2 separate regions of the Mus musculus genome follow, and region 1 is linked to region 2. The links are chromatin contacts, called in public HiChIP or PLAC-seq maps. All regions are on one chromosome and are shown on one strand. Each heading gives the region's core, a stretch centred on a gene start, on an enhancer-like site or on the middle of the called end of the contact. The rest is flanking DNA. Distances are from core to core; before and after follow the strand shown. Region 1 holds the start of Nipa1 (non imprinted in Prader-Willi/Angelman syndrome 1 homolog (human)). Region 2 overlaps Nipa1 (non imprinted in Prader-Willi/Angelman syndrome 1 homolog (human)).

Region 1 (5,391 bases), core at 2,036-4,535, 33 kb after region 2:
TCTGCGGAACTAGGGCTATAGCTCAGCAGATAGAGTGCTGCCTAGCATGCATAAAACCTCAATTTAGCTCCTCAACACTTCGTAAACAGGGCATTATAGTGCATACTTGCAATCTTAGCAAGTGGGAAGTGGAGGCAGGAGGAGCAGAAATTCAAGGTCATCTTCAGCTAGACAGCCTGACATGCAAGGGAATCTGTCTCAAAAACAAAGAAAAAGTCCATACTGAACGTGTTTGAACTTTTTCTTGTCATTATTCCCTTAAACAATAAAGTGTAACAACTATTTACGTAACATTCAAAGTTTTACAGGTTATTTACAGATTATTGGAGGGATAAAAAATATAGATAGAGGATGCCATAAGTTATATGTAAATACCATACCATATAAAGTCAAAAGCAAGGGAGTTGAGTATATACAATTGTAGTCTCTTCTGGGGTCCTGAACAAATGTCCTGTGAAATTATGAGTGAGACCTTTTGCCCAGGTCCCACTTAACTTCATTCACAGGCACAACAAAGAAGCCAGGTAGTTGAATCTTGAGCCTGTGCTTTCAAAGGACACTCTCCAGCCCTGCAGGAGTTACAGTGGGCCCATTTATTGAGAAGGTCCTTTAAAGGTGAAACTCAAAGCCAGTAGGTCCCCAACCCTATCCGTAGAACAACAATTAGAATTTAGCTTTTCTGAAGCTTGGACTTTCTAGACACGCTACCACATGTCAACTATAAAGGTATAATCGTCTAAGGAAGCATAGATAGTTACAGTAGAACAAATCATAAGGGTTCACCTAAGAACTTAACCTTCCAGGGGTTTTTTTCTCCTCTCTTTCTCTCTCTTCTTCCATTTCTATTATTTGATGGTTATCAGTTCTGTTGGTCTTTAAGTAGGTCTGACAAAAGATTATGGGAAGTTTGTTTTACTTTATTTTATGAGAGTTTAGAAGCTCAAGCTGGGATTATAGGCACATGACATGGTATCTGGCCTGAGAATAGATTTTAAAACTGCTGTAGCTTCAGTATCTATAACAGGATATAGCATAAGAGTTTCAAAAATTTTTGTTAAACAAAGTAGATTTACTAAGGCAAGACTAAATGCCTTCCACCATCATCTCAATCTATAGCAATTGGTGGAAGGTGACAAAATAAAAAAATTAATGAAGGTTACATTTTCTCTTTATTAATTTAAAGGCACAGTACGGACCCATGTGTGGTAGCACATACCTGTAATCCCAGCTACTCAGGATGTTAAAGCAGGAAGATCGAGAGTTTGAGACCAGCCTGGGCTACACAGTAAGAGACTATTTTCTAAAGTACATACATATATACATACATATAATATACAGTACACTGTTATAAATAAAAGCATCCATGACTGGTTTGGGTAGTTAATTGACCCAGAACTTCAAAAACAATTCTAGGTTAGTCTTTGTTTTCTAATTGAACACAAAAACTGAGCTAAAATAACACACTCTTTCTTGCTAGTCAATTGGTTTATCTTATTAATGTATTTTTCCTAACTAAAGTCTGTACTCAAATTCCTTTTGTTTTCCTCTAATGTAAGAGGCAGAATACTTTGACGGGGAAAGTAAACATTGCTTTCAGAGAAACCAAGAAAGGCTTGTGGTTGGAGCCACAACCTCAAGGGCTCTAGGGGTAACGACCTGGTTGCCAGTGTATGAGAGGTAAATACACTTTTTTTTTTTTTTCCAGAGGTATGTGTCCTCTGATTCCTTCTGGCTCTGAGAATTCCTCAGATTTCATGGCCTTGATTGGAAGACCAGACAGGTATTTTGTATGATGTTCCTCAGCTGTTGTTTGTGTACTTTGTCATGTTGCTCTCACGGTTATCCTGGTGTTGTGAGATTTGCAAGAATACCACACAAGTAAAGTACCCATCTTACTCAATCCTATAACAGACACATATATTTTTTTTATTTTTTGTCACAACAAACACTTTTGCCCAATTTTAGTGCCTGTACACATTGACAGTCTCCAACGTAGTTGCCTAATGTATACCAGATGTGTTTGTACATTACAGACACATCTGCAGGCTTGGGAGATCCTATTGGTTTTTTATTAGGATTGCAATGCTTTCATTTTGAAATAAATTTATTTAAATAAGCATTACTGGTTTTGTACTTTCGCTCAATATTTTCAGTTCTTTGTCTCTTTTCTGAAGCTTCCTGGCTACCCAGACAGCTTAGTCAAAATTTCAAACGTGTTCTGGAATTGGAACTAGTAAGTGTATTTACCTCTCATACACTGGCAACCAGCTCGTTACCCCTAGAGCCCTTGAGGTTGTGGCTCCAACCACAAGCCTTTCTTGGTTTCTCTGAAAGCAATGTTTACTTTCCCCGTCAAAGTATTCTGCCTCTTACATGCAGTGCCTGTCACAGGCCTCTCAACACAATGACATGGCATGGACAAAGAAGGTCTCTGTGCCTTATCCCACTTCCCTATCACTATGGAGTGATATCTGATGATGGGTTGACCCAGGGCATCCTCAGTAGGGGGGCCCGTTTGCATGCCTGTTTGATGTTTTCTTCATGCTTTAGACACTTCAGACAACCACAGGTAAGTTATCTAAGGATCCCAGGGCAAAAGCCGCCGGGAAGATCAGACCTTGCAATCAAGGTGACAGTGGGCACCTCAATGAAGACAGTACATCCTCTGGACCCACCACACACCCTTACTTCTTCACACCACCAAGTGTTCTCCCAAGAGCACCCCGGCCCAGTCTAAGTGAAAGGCAGGCCTGGCTCCACCCACCTCTGGATCCTATGAATAGGAAGCTCTGCCTGACAGTAGGTGAGTGAGGGCCTCTGGGCATAGGGCTCCAAGCTGAGCATCTGTCCCGATGCTCTGCTGCGGGGTAGGGGTTGGAGGACTGGACAGGTATAGGAACGGGGCAAGATGTCCGGTGAAGGGCTCCTGAAAGAGTGAATAAGGCCTCCCCGGTCGCAGAGAAGAGACAGAAGGAGACCGCGTAGAATGCGGAGGTGATGCCTGCGGGGTAGCCAGGGGAGCCGGCCCGTGCTCTGTGCACAGACACCGGCAGACGCGTGGTGCGGACCCCGGCCCGACCTCGGCCCGCCCTACCTCGCCTTTTAGCGCGCACAATGCCCTTCTTCTGCAGCACGAACGTGGACCCGTTCACTAGGCTGGACACCACAGCCACGCCCAGGCCGAGCGACACGGCGGCGGGGCTCGGGCCGCGCGCCCCCTCCCCGGCCGCCGCAGCCGCCGCCGCAGTCCCCATGCCGCCCGCGCCGCCCTCCGCTGCGCGTGCGCGCGCCGCGCCCCACGGGCTTGGAGAAGGAGCGGCGCGGGGCGGGGCAGAGAGGGAGCCGGAGTTCGGGGTCGGACTGCGAAGTAAGACAGGGGTGGGAGCGAGCTTAGGGGGTGGATGGGAAGCATGCAGTGGGATCAGAGGAGGAGCCGAAAGGCTTCTGCGGTCTGTGTGGATAGTATAATAATTCCGTAGAGCGTGCTGGTGCAGCGCCTGGGGCAGAAAGCTCTGCAGTACCAAGAGCCCTAGGGCGTCTGGTGGGGATGGTCAAGCTGTCCCCAGAGGAGCTCAGGTCTTCTAGGAACTCTGTTCTGTACTACCAAAGAGATGCTTTCTTCTTTGCTGCTTTGCTCCCTGGGAGGTCCGCTACCTTCACTCTGGATCATTGACCTTGTGATCATACTGTAGTGTTTCATTTTAATTCTTAATAAAGTATATCAAGATTATAAGGGAAAGTTATTTTGACTCACTTCGCCAACTCTCACTTAAGTATTCTGGGCCATTCCCACGCTTTCAAAGGCAATGCACATTTTTTTCTCTTTTATTGAGTGTTATGTAGCAATCTATTTCCATGTTATCACACAATTATTGTTTTAATAGCTGTGTGATGTCTATGAAAATATATTGTATCAAACCATTCATCAGATTGTTGGTTGTTAGGTTGCTCCAAGTGTTTGTTTCTCTATTCTATAATCATGCTATATTGAAAACTTAATTTAAAAAAAAGTTGGTTTAGGAAGTATACATGTCTTTTTGAAACTCTATAACGCAGTATTATTGCCGAAGCAATATAAAATTGGACTATTTATGCACTGAAACTACTGAATGGTTAGCCGCGCAGTGTGTTGAAGGCCTTTAATCCCAGGAGGCAAAGGCAGACAGATCTCTGTGAATTCAAGACCAGGCTGCTCTTCAGATCGAGTCCCAGGACAGCTAAGGCTACACAGAAACCCTGTCTTCAAAAACCATCCCCACCAACACTCTACTAAGCCAGTCTACCGTTGTTTCCTTCCGGGTGATAATTTACTCATAAAAGTCACCAATTCTGTCAGTGAGGCAAATGAAACCACTGAACTAGGGTAGTAAGATGGTTTTTTGGGGACAAACTGCCAGGCTGATTCAGACTGGAGAATAGCATCCTGCCAAATGAGCCTTGTCAGATTTATGGGGAGGAGACCTGCCGGCCAGACAGTCTGAGAGTTGGTGTAGGGACTTGGATCTCTTACAGACTGAGCTGATCAGAAACCAGGTGACCTTTCCCTGAGGTCAGGGAAGAGCGAGGGAATTTCTGTCCCCCAGAAATTGAGGAACGCTGAATTTAGGTTCCTGTGTACTCAATAATAACCTTTCTGTTCACTGGGTAAGAACCTGGCCTGGTGTGAGCGGTTGTCTTCGGATATTGTCAGCCTGCTTTGTGACCTAACTATTTTAACCATTTTTATATGTGCACTCCAGTGGCAATAGTTATGTTCCCAGTGCACAGCTGCATTTGCCACTATTCTCTTTGGAAACTTTTCCATCACTTTCATTTCTACATCACCGCAAGCCAAGATAGACGGCAATTAGCTCTTAGTGTCTGTGAATTTGCCTATTCTGGCTGTTTCACATTATGGTGAATGTCCCTGGTGACTAGCCTATTGCTTGGAGTATATACTCAGGGTTGAAACACATTGTACCACATTTAATTTTAACAACTTCATTCCTTTTTTACGCATGAGTAGTATTCAGTCATATTCATATGTAGCATTTTGTTAATTTATCTGCATCTCTTTTTAAAAATATTTTTACCTGTATGTTTGCCTGCATGTATGTGTGTGTGTACTAGTTGTGTTCCTGATACCTGTAGAAGTCAGAAGAGGGCCCTGGTTTCCCCGGATCTAGAGTTACAGATAGTTGTGAACTGCCACATGACTGCTGAAAACTAAACCCAGGTCTTCTGCAGGAGCGGCGAGTACTCTTTATGGCAGAGCCATCTTTCAGCTCCTTCTTGTATCTTTTAACCATTGTGAATTAAGCTGCAATGAAGACAGGTATAAAAGTTTATATGAAGTGTCTGCTTTTTAAAAAAATGTTTATTTTTACTAGTAACTGTGTGTGTGTGTGTGTG
Region 2 (5,918 bases), core at 2,641-5,140:
TTTTCTGAAGTGATGCTGCCAAGCACTGAGAAATGTGGACATCGAAGCACTAAGTATCGCCTTCACTTCCTGCGGGGCCACGCATCTTAGCCACGGTCTCGACATTCTAACCCTGACATACACACCCCAGTCCCACCATGCTCCCTCTAAATACCTTTACAAACATTTTCTCTGACCTTCCGGCTTTGAACTGTTAGGCGTTATATATGGGGGGGGGGGCGTGGAAAGATAATTAAGTGGTGGTTTAAATTTCCTCTAGGGCAAAAATTACTTGTGCTGTTTGTACCTTTAGATGAGGGGGGGATAAAGGGAGTGAGGGGAAGAGAGTCAGAGAGAGAGAGAGAGAGAGAGAGCACGAGAGCGAGCGAGCACGAGAGCTGTGCCATGCATATACTGGCAGCACTGAGTGGATTCTGTAGGTTAAAGAAAAGTACCTACAGTTGAGAGGGTAAAGTGGAGTATGGGTGGGGCTGGAGGAAAAGGAATGTGTGCACTATTTGCATGCCTGGTGGCTGAGGAGGTCAGAAGAGGGCATCAGATCCTCTAAAACTGGAGTTACATACGATTGTGAACTACCATATGGATGCCAGCAATCAAAACTCAGTGCTCTGGAAGAGCAACAAGTGCTCTTAACCTCTGAGCCATCTCTCTAGCCCATCAAATTACACTGTGTACATATATTATGAAATTCTCAACAAATGCATATATTTAAAGACATCATAAAATCATCATCAACAACAAAACAAAGTTGGATGTGGTGTCATATGCCTGTAATGTGAACAGTTAACAGGTTGAGGGAGGGACTGTAACAAGTTTGGGGCTAACCTATGCTACATAGCAAGCACCAGGCCAGCCAAGCTATATATCGTGACCCTGAGTAAGAAAAAGAAGCACAACAGGAGGAGGTAGAAGGGAAAGAATTATCATTATTATTATTATTATTATTATCATAAGAAAGTTGTCAGTGAAGGAGCTAGAGAAAAGACCCAAGGAGTTGAAGGGGTTTGCTGCCCCATAGGAGGAACAACAATATGAACAAACCAGTGCCCCCAGAGCTCCCAGGGACTAAACCACCAACCAAAGAGTACACATGGTGGGACTCATGGCTCCAGCTGCCTATGTAGCAAAGGATGGCCTAGTCGGTCATCAATGGGAGGAGAGGTCCTTGGTCCTGTGAAGGCTCAATGCCCCAGCGTAGGGGAATGCCAGGGCCAAGCAGTGGGAGTGAGTGGGTTGGGGAGCAGGAGGAAGGGGGAGGGGGTAGGGAGCTTTTGGAGGAGAAACCAGGAGAGGGGATATCATTTAAAATGTAAATAATGAAAATATCTAATAAAAAAGTCAGAATCATGTGATTTTATATTTTACATGTTCTTAATACTTTCAAGTTAATTATACATAAGGCTGGAGAGAGAGAGACCAGCAGTTCAAAGCTCATACTGCCTTTGCAGAGGACCCAAGTTTGTCCCAGTACCCAAATGGAGCAGCTCACAACTGCGTGAAGCTGCAGTTCAAGGACAGTGTGACACCTCTCACCTCCAAGGGCACCTGTACTCATGTGTACAGAGGCATATCAAAGATAAAAATAATATAGCATAGTTATACATATATAAGTTACAAATGGATAAATAAGTGGGAACATTCACACCCATCACAAGTAAGGGGGCTGGGAATAGGGCTCAGAGGGGCAAGGCTTACTTAGCCTGCATAGGCCGAAGTTCCATTCCTGGCTTGGGGAAAGATAACTTATAGATCTGCTCCTCTGGAAATCGCATGAACCTTTCGGGGCACCCTTGCCTAGTTCACAGCAGAGTTGTCAACTTTTTAACGCCTTTGTCTTTATTCTCATACTCAGAAAATACAAACTTTATGAGAATAAGGAAATATTAAAATGTGAAATGTTCGCAGAGATGATGGTTTGAATGAAAATGACCTCCCCCCACAGGTTTGTATATTTTAATACTTGATCACCAGTTGGTAGAATTATCTGAGAAGGGTTAAAAGAAAAGAGTGGCCTCATTGGAGGAGCTGTGTCACTTGCTGGCACGCTTTGAGGTTTCAAATAAGTTATGCGAGCCCCATTGCTGTCTCTGAGCCTCCTGCCTGTGGAGGATCAAGCCCGTGAGCTCTCAGCCGTTCTGGTCAACATTCCTTTGCTCCATCATCACAGACTCTTAACCACAAGCTCTGAAACCATGAGGCCAAGTAAATGTTTTGTTTCATAAGCTATCATGTCCATGGTGTTTTGTTGCAGCAACAGAAAAGTAACTAAGACAACAGACATAAAATACCAAAGGGAAAAAAGGTCTTAACTAGCTTCATGAAATATGAGGTCTCCACGTAATCAAACCAAACTTAAGAGTACCTCTGAAAATTGGGTTTGGCATGTCCTCACAGCCAGCTGATGTACACACATAAAATGGACAGCCAATCATGGTCTAAATCGGAGTAGACATTGTACCCCTGCCCTGCCGGAAATCATCACGACAGAGTGGTAGTATGAGCTGTCTGGCTTCCCCAGGAAACACACCGAGCCACCCGCTCTGCTAAGAACGAGTTACCTGGATTGGTCAGCTTCTCCTCCAACTCGGCCTGCGTGGTCACACTCTCAGACTTCGGGGAATGGATGATCAGCACGACAGAACCTGCGCAGCTTAGCAGACAGCCCAACTTGCCCAAGATGTTGAGCTTTTCCTTCAGAAGGTAAGAAGCTAAAATGGACCTTCAATTAAGGAAAAGAAATCATTATAGTTTAAGTCAAACTTGTTTTTACTAGTTGAAGATACTTTATCTAGAAGATTCATACTTTTTTAATAGGTGTATTTTATTTTCATTGTTTTTTTTTTAATGTTTTTATTTGTATTTTAGCACTGGGAATCAAATCCAGGGCCCTGTGTATGCTTTAACACTGAGCACCATGTACATCCTGCCCAGCATTCACTTTTTACAAAGAGAAAAACGAACTTTCCCATTAGATATTTATTGAAGTTTTTTTTTTCAGCACAATTGGGTTTTTATACATTTTCATGTATAACCAATATGTAGATTGTAACATCGTAACTCATATCATGGAATAGTTTTAATTATCATATAGATATAAAATATATGAGAAGAGGAAATTTTATTATTGACCAAAAAATTTCTTCTTTACTTAAAAAAAAAAAACAAATAACACACATAGACACAAAATAAATAAATAAATAAATAAACAAATAAATAAATTCAGAAATGCTAACAGCAACTGAAGTATGGAAGAAGGAATACAGAATGGTTACTTCTCACTAACATTCAAAACTTAAAAGATCTGGCACTATTTCTTCAAATACAGGAAATGTGTAGGTATCAGTGTGTTCATCTCTTTTCCCTTTACAACATCAGCATCCAACCTGAATGGGGAAAAATGGGCTTCCACTAGGTCATTCCTATTGTGCTGTTATTAATACCGAAGATATTCAGAGGACATGACCATCCAAGAACAGGATGCAATGGTTCATGGTTATACTGGATTATTTACTTTGACCAATAGTCCCCAGACAGGATCCACATAGAAACTAAGGCTACAAGCTAATGAAGAAGCAGGAGAAATGTCCCTTATTCTTGCTGAAATGAACTGATAATAGACAGTTGACAGGGGAAAAAAGTACCCAAAATCATCTAGTGTGTATTATCATTTGTATTTTTTAGGGAAACAAAGTTAAACGAGACAGAACGTCACTGTGTAGTCCCGGCTGGCCTCTGCTTTAGTCTCCCATGAGCCACTACACTCAGGCAGTTCACATCATAAATGTCTTGTCAATGGCTGGGCATTAACATAGTTTCCAGCCTGCGATGTTACTGGGAAAGTGAGTCATCAGAAAAGGAAGGCAGAGGTCTAAAGCGAGGCTTCGAAGAGGGAACTGGAACCGTAATAAAATACGGTTCCATACGGGCAGAAGGGAGGGGGCTGCCTTGGGGAATCCAAGCAAACAGCAAGCAGAAAGCGGCCAGGAGAGGGCAGCAGTGGGTAGAGAAAGAACCAAGTGCATGAAAGGTCATAATGAAACCCATCACTCTGGGTCCCAACTAAAAAAATTAATTAAAAATACTTACAAACAAAACCAGAAAAATAAATAAATAAAATTAAGGCTATATGGTTAGAACTTAAACGTTGCCTTCCCAGGGGATGAGAGAGAGGTATGTGGCTGCAGGGCAAGACTGAAGAAGTGGATGAGCAGGGCTCCTCTCAGCCCTGGGAGGAGGTAGCCTTGAGCCACAGTAACTGAGGAACAAAAAAAACTTGTCTTTTGCAGAGAATCAGTTGATTTTTTCAGATGCCCTTAACAGGTGCCTGAGTAAGGTGATGATGCTCGACTCTAGACTCTCTCTCGGTCAGTGGCTCGCCTTTCCTAGTTATTCAATACTGGGAGGGGGTTATTAGTAAGTGTAAATTAAGATTACATCTACTTTGGAAGAAATATACTAAGTGAACTGAGAAATCCTTAACTTGTACTTTGTTAAACAAAGAGAATGGAAGATGACTAGACAGACCAGGGGTAAGAAGGCACAGGTTAGCGACCAGAGTTGGAAGGCTCACCCTGTCAACACACCACACCTGGGGCTATCATTTTCTGAATACCTGCACATAGTTCCCACCTCCTGTCTTATACTACTTTGTGTGAAGTCAACACAGTATACTATACTATACTGTACCTACAGTTTCGCCCTAAAGGAGGCCTAGTCATCCAGTTTGGAAAGTAAACTGCATTGCTGAGATAATATAATGAGAAAACCATGGCAAAAACATGCCTATATCTTAAATCAGGGCTCATATTTTTGACTACTTGATCCCTAGTTGGTGGAACTGTTTGGAAAGGGATTAGGGGTGTGACCTTGCTGGAGGAAGTGTGAGACTGGTGGAGGGCTTTGAGGTTTCAAAAGGCTGGAACCATTTCCAGTGCTGTCTCTGCCCCCTGCTTATGGATCAACCAACAAACTCTGCAGCTGTCCCTTTGCTCTGCCATTGTGGACTCTCACCCTCTGAAACTGTAAGCCAAAGTGAACACTTTTTGCTTTATAAGTTGCCTTGATCAAGGTGCTTTGCCACAGCAATAGAAAAGTAATAAAGGTAGGGGTCTATGTTGCTGCCCAAAGAATCATGAACACAAGGGGGAGGGTCACAGAACAAAAACCAGAGCTAGGTTCACCTGGGACAGCCATCAGACTGTGCCATGGTTGAAAGGGCCTGCCATAAACAAAAGCGGAAAGATAATGAGCCTGGGTCACAAGGCCAGATCACCTCCCACCCCACTGCAAAAGACCAGAATGCAATAGCCACACGTAAAAGTTGGTTATTAAAAAAAGAGTTGGTTATTGATGACTTATAAGTCTTATATACGGAAGTACAAGTTCCTTATCGTACACATAATTTGAGACTTTTTTTTTCCCTATTCTGAATGTTCTTTTCTTGATGGCAGTTTCTGGAACATAGTGTTTAAAATGTTTATTCATGTGTTGTGTATGTGTGTGTACGCGAAAATTCTATAGTCCGCATTATGTTAGAGGTCAGAGGACAACTTAGGGAAGTTTGTTTACTTAATGTGGACTCTAGGAGTGAACGGAGGTCATCCACCAGGTCTGGCAGCAAACCTGATGGCAGTAAAGATATCTCTACCTGCCGAGTCTTCGCACTAGACCACTGGTTATTTTAAATTTATTCTTTTTATCAGTTTCATACAAGATACAATGCACCTTGATTAGGTCTACCCCAACTCCTTCCTGCCACTCACCCTGGACATCCCAATCAAGTCTCCCTCCAACCTTCATTTCTCTGCAGAATAGACATTTTAAGTTTGGTATATAGTTTATTTTTTCTTCATGTGATTCTGGTATCATACTTAAATAGCCCATTCCCTGATTAAAAATTATAGTGACTTAAACTGTTG

What was found. HiChIP or PLAC-seq counts read pairs in DNA pulled down with a chosen protein or histone mark.
Region 1: an H3K4me3 HiChIP or PLAC-seq map of bone marrow-derived macrophages shows a contact between it and region 2, with 2.2 times the contacts expected there. The contact joins the promoter of Nipa1 here to the enhancer-like site in region 2. A contact is called at or near these places in 3 of 39 promoter capture datasets (3T3-L1-derived adipocytes, the HPC-7 cell line and fetal liver), 1 of 15 datasets of contacts at CTCF or cohesin (the G1E-ER4 cell line), 12 of 484 Hi-C or Micro-C datasets (the C2C12 cell line, DN3 thymocytes, Sertoli cells and 8 more), 6 of 115 datasets of contacts at active chromatin or transcription factors (bone marrow-derived macrophages, embryonic stem cells and fetal liver) and 1 of 9 other capture datasets (pancreatic islet).

What each region holds. Positions count from the first base shown.
Region 1 is chr7:56,016,315-56,021,705 of GRCm38.p6, forward strand. It overlaps Nipa1 (non imprinted in Prader-Willi/Angelman syndrome 1 homolog (human)), which reads right to left and starts at 3,286. Exons shown (of 5, transcript NM_153578.3): 1 at 3,095-3,286. The coding sequence starts at 3,254.
Region 2 is chr7:55,982,846-55,988,763 of GRCm38.p6, forward strand. It overlaps Nipa1 (non imprinted in Prader-Willi/Angelman syndrome 1 homolog (human)), which reads right to left. Exons shown (of 5, transcript NM_153578.3): 4 at 2,559-2,719. Among named protein-coding and RNA genes, the nearest start is that of A230056P14Rik, 23 kb to the left of the region's middle. Within about 2 kb of position 3,891, at least 51 of the 459 cell types and tissues checked have an H3K27ac peak or open chromatin away from gene starts, as enhancers often do. A contact at or near this core is called in the G1E-ER4 cell line, the HPC-7 cell line and bone marrow-derived macrophages, where this site is marked.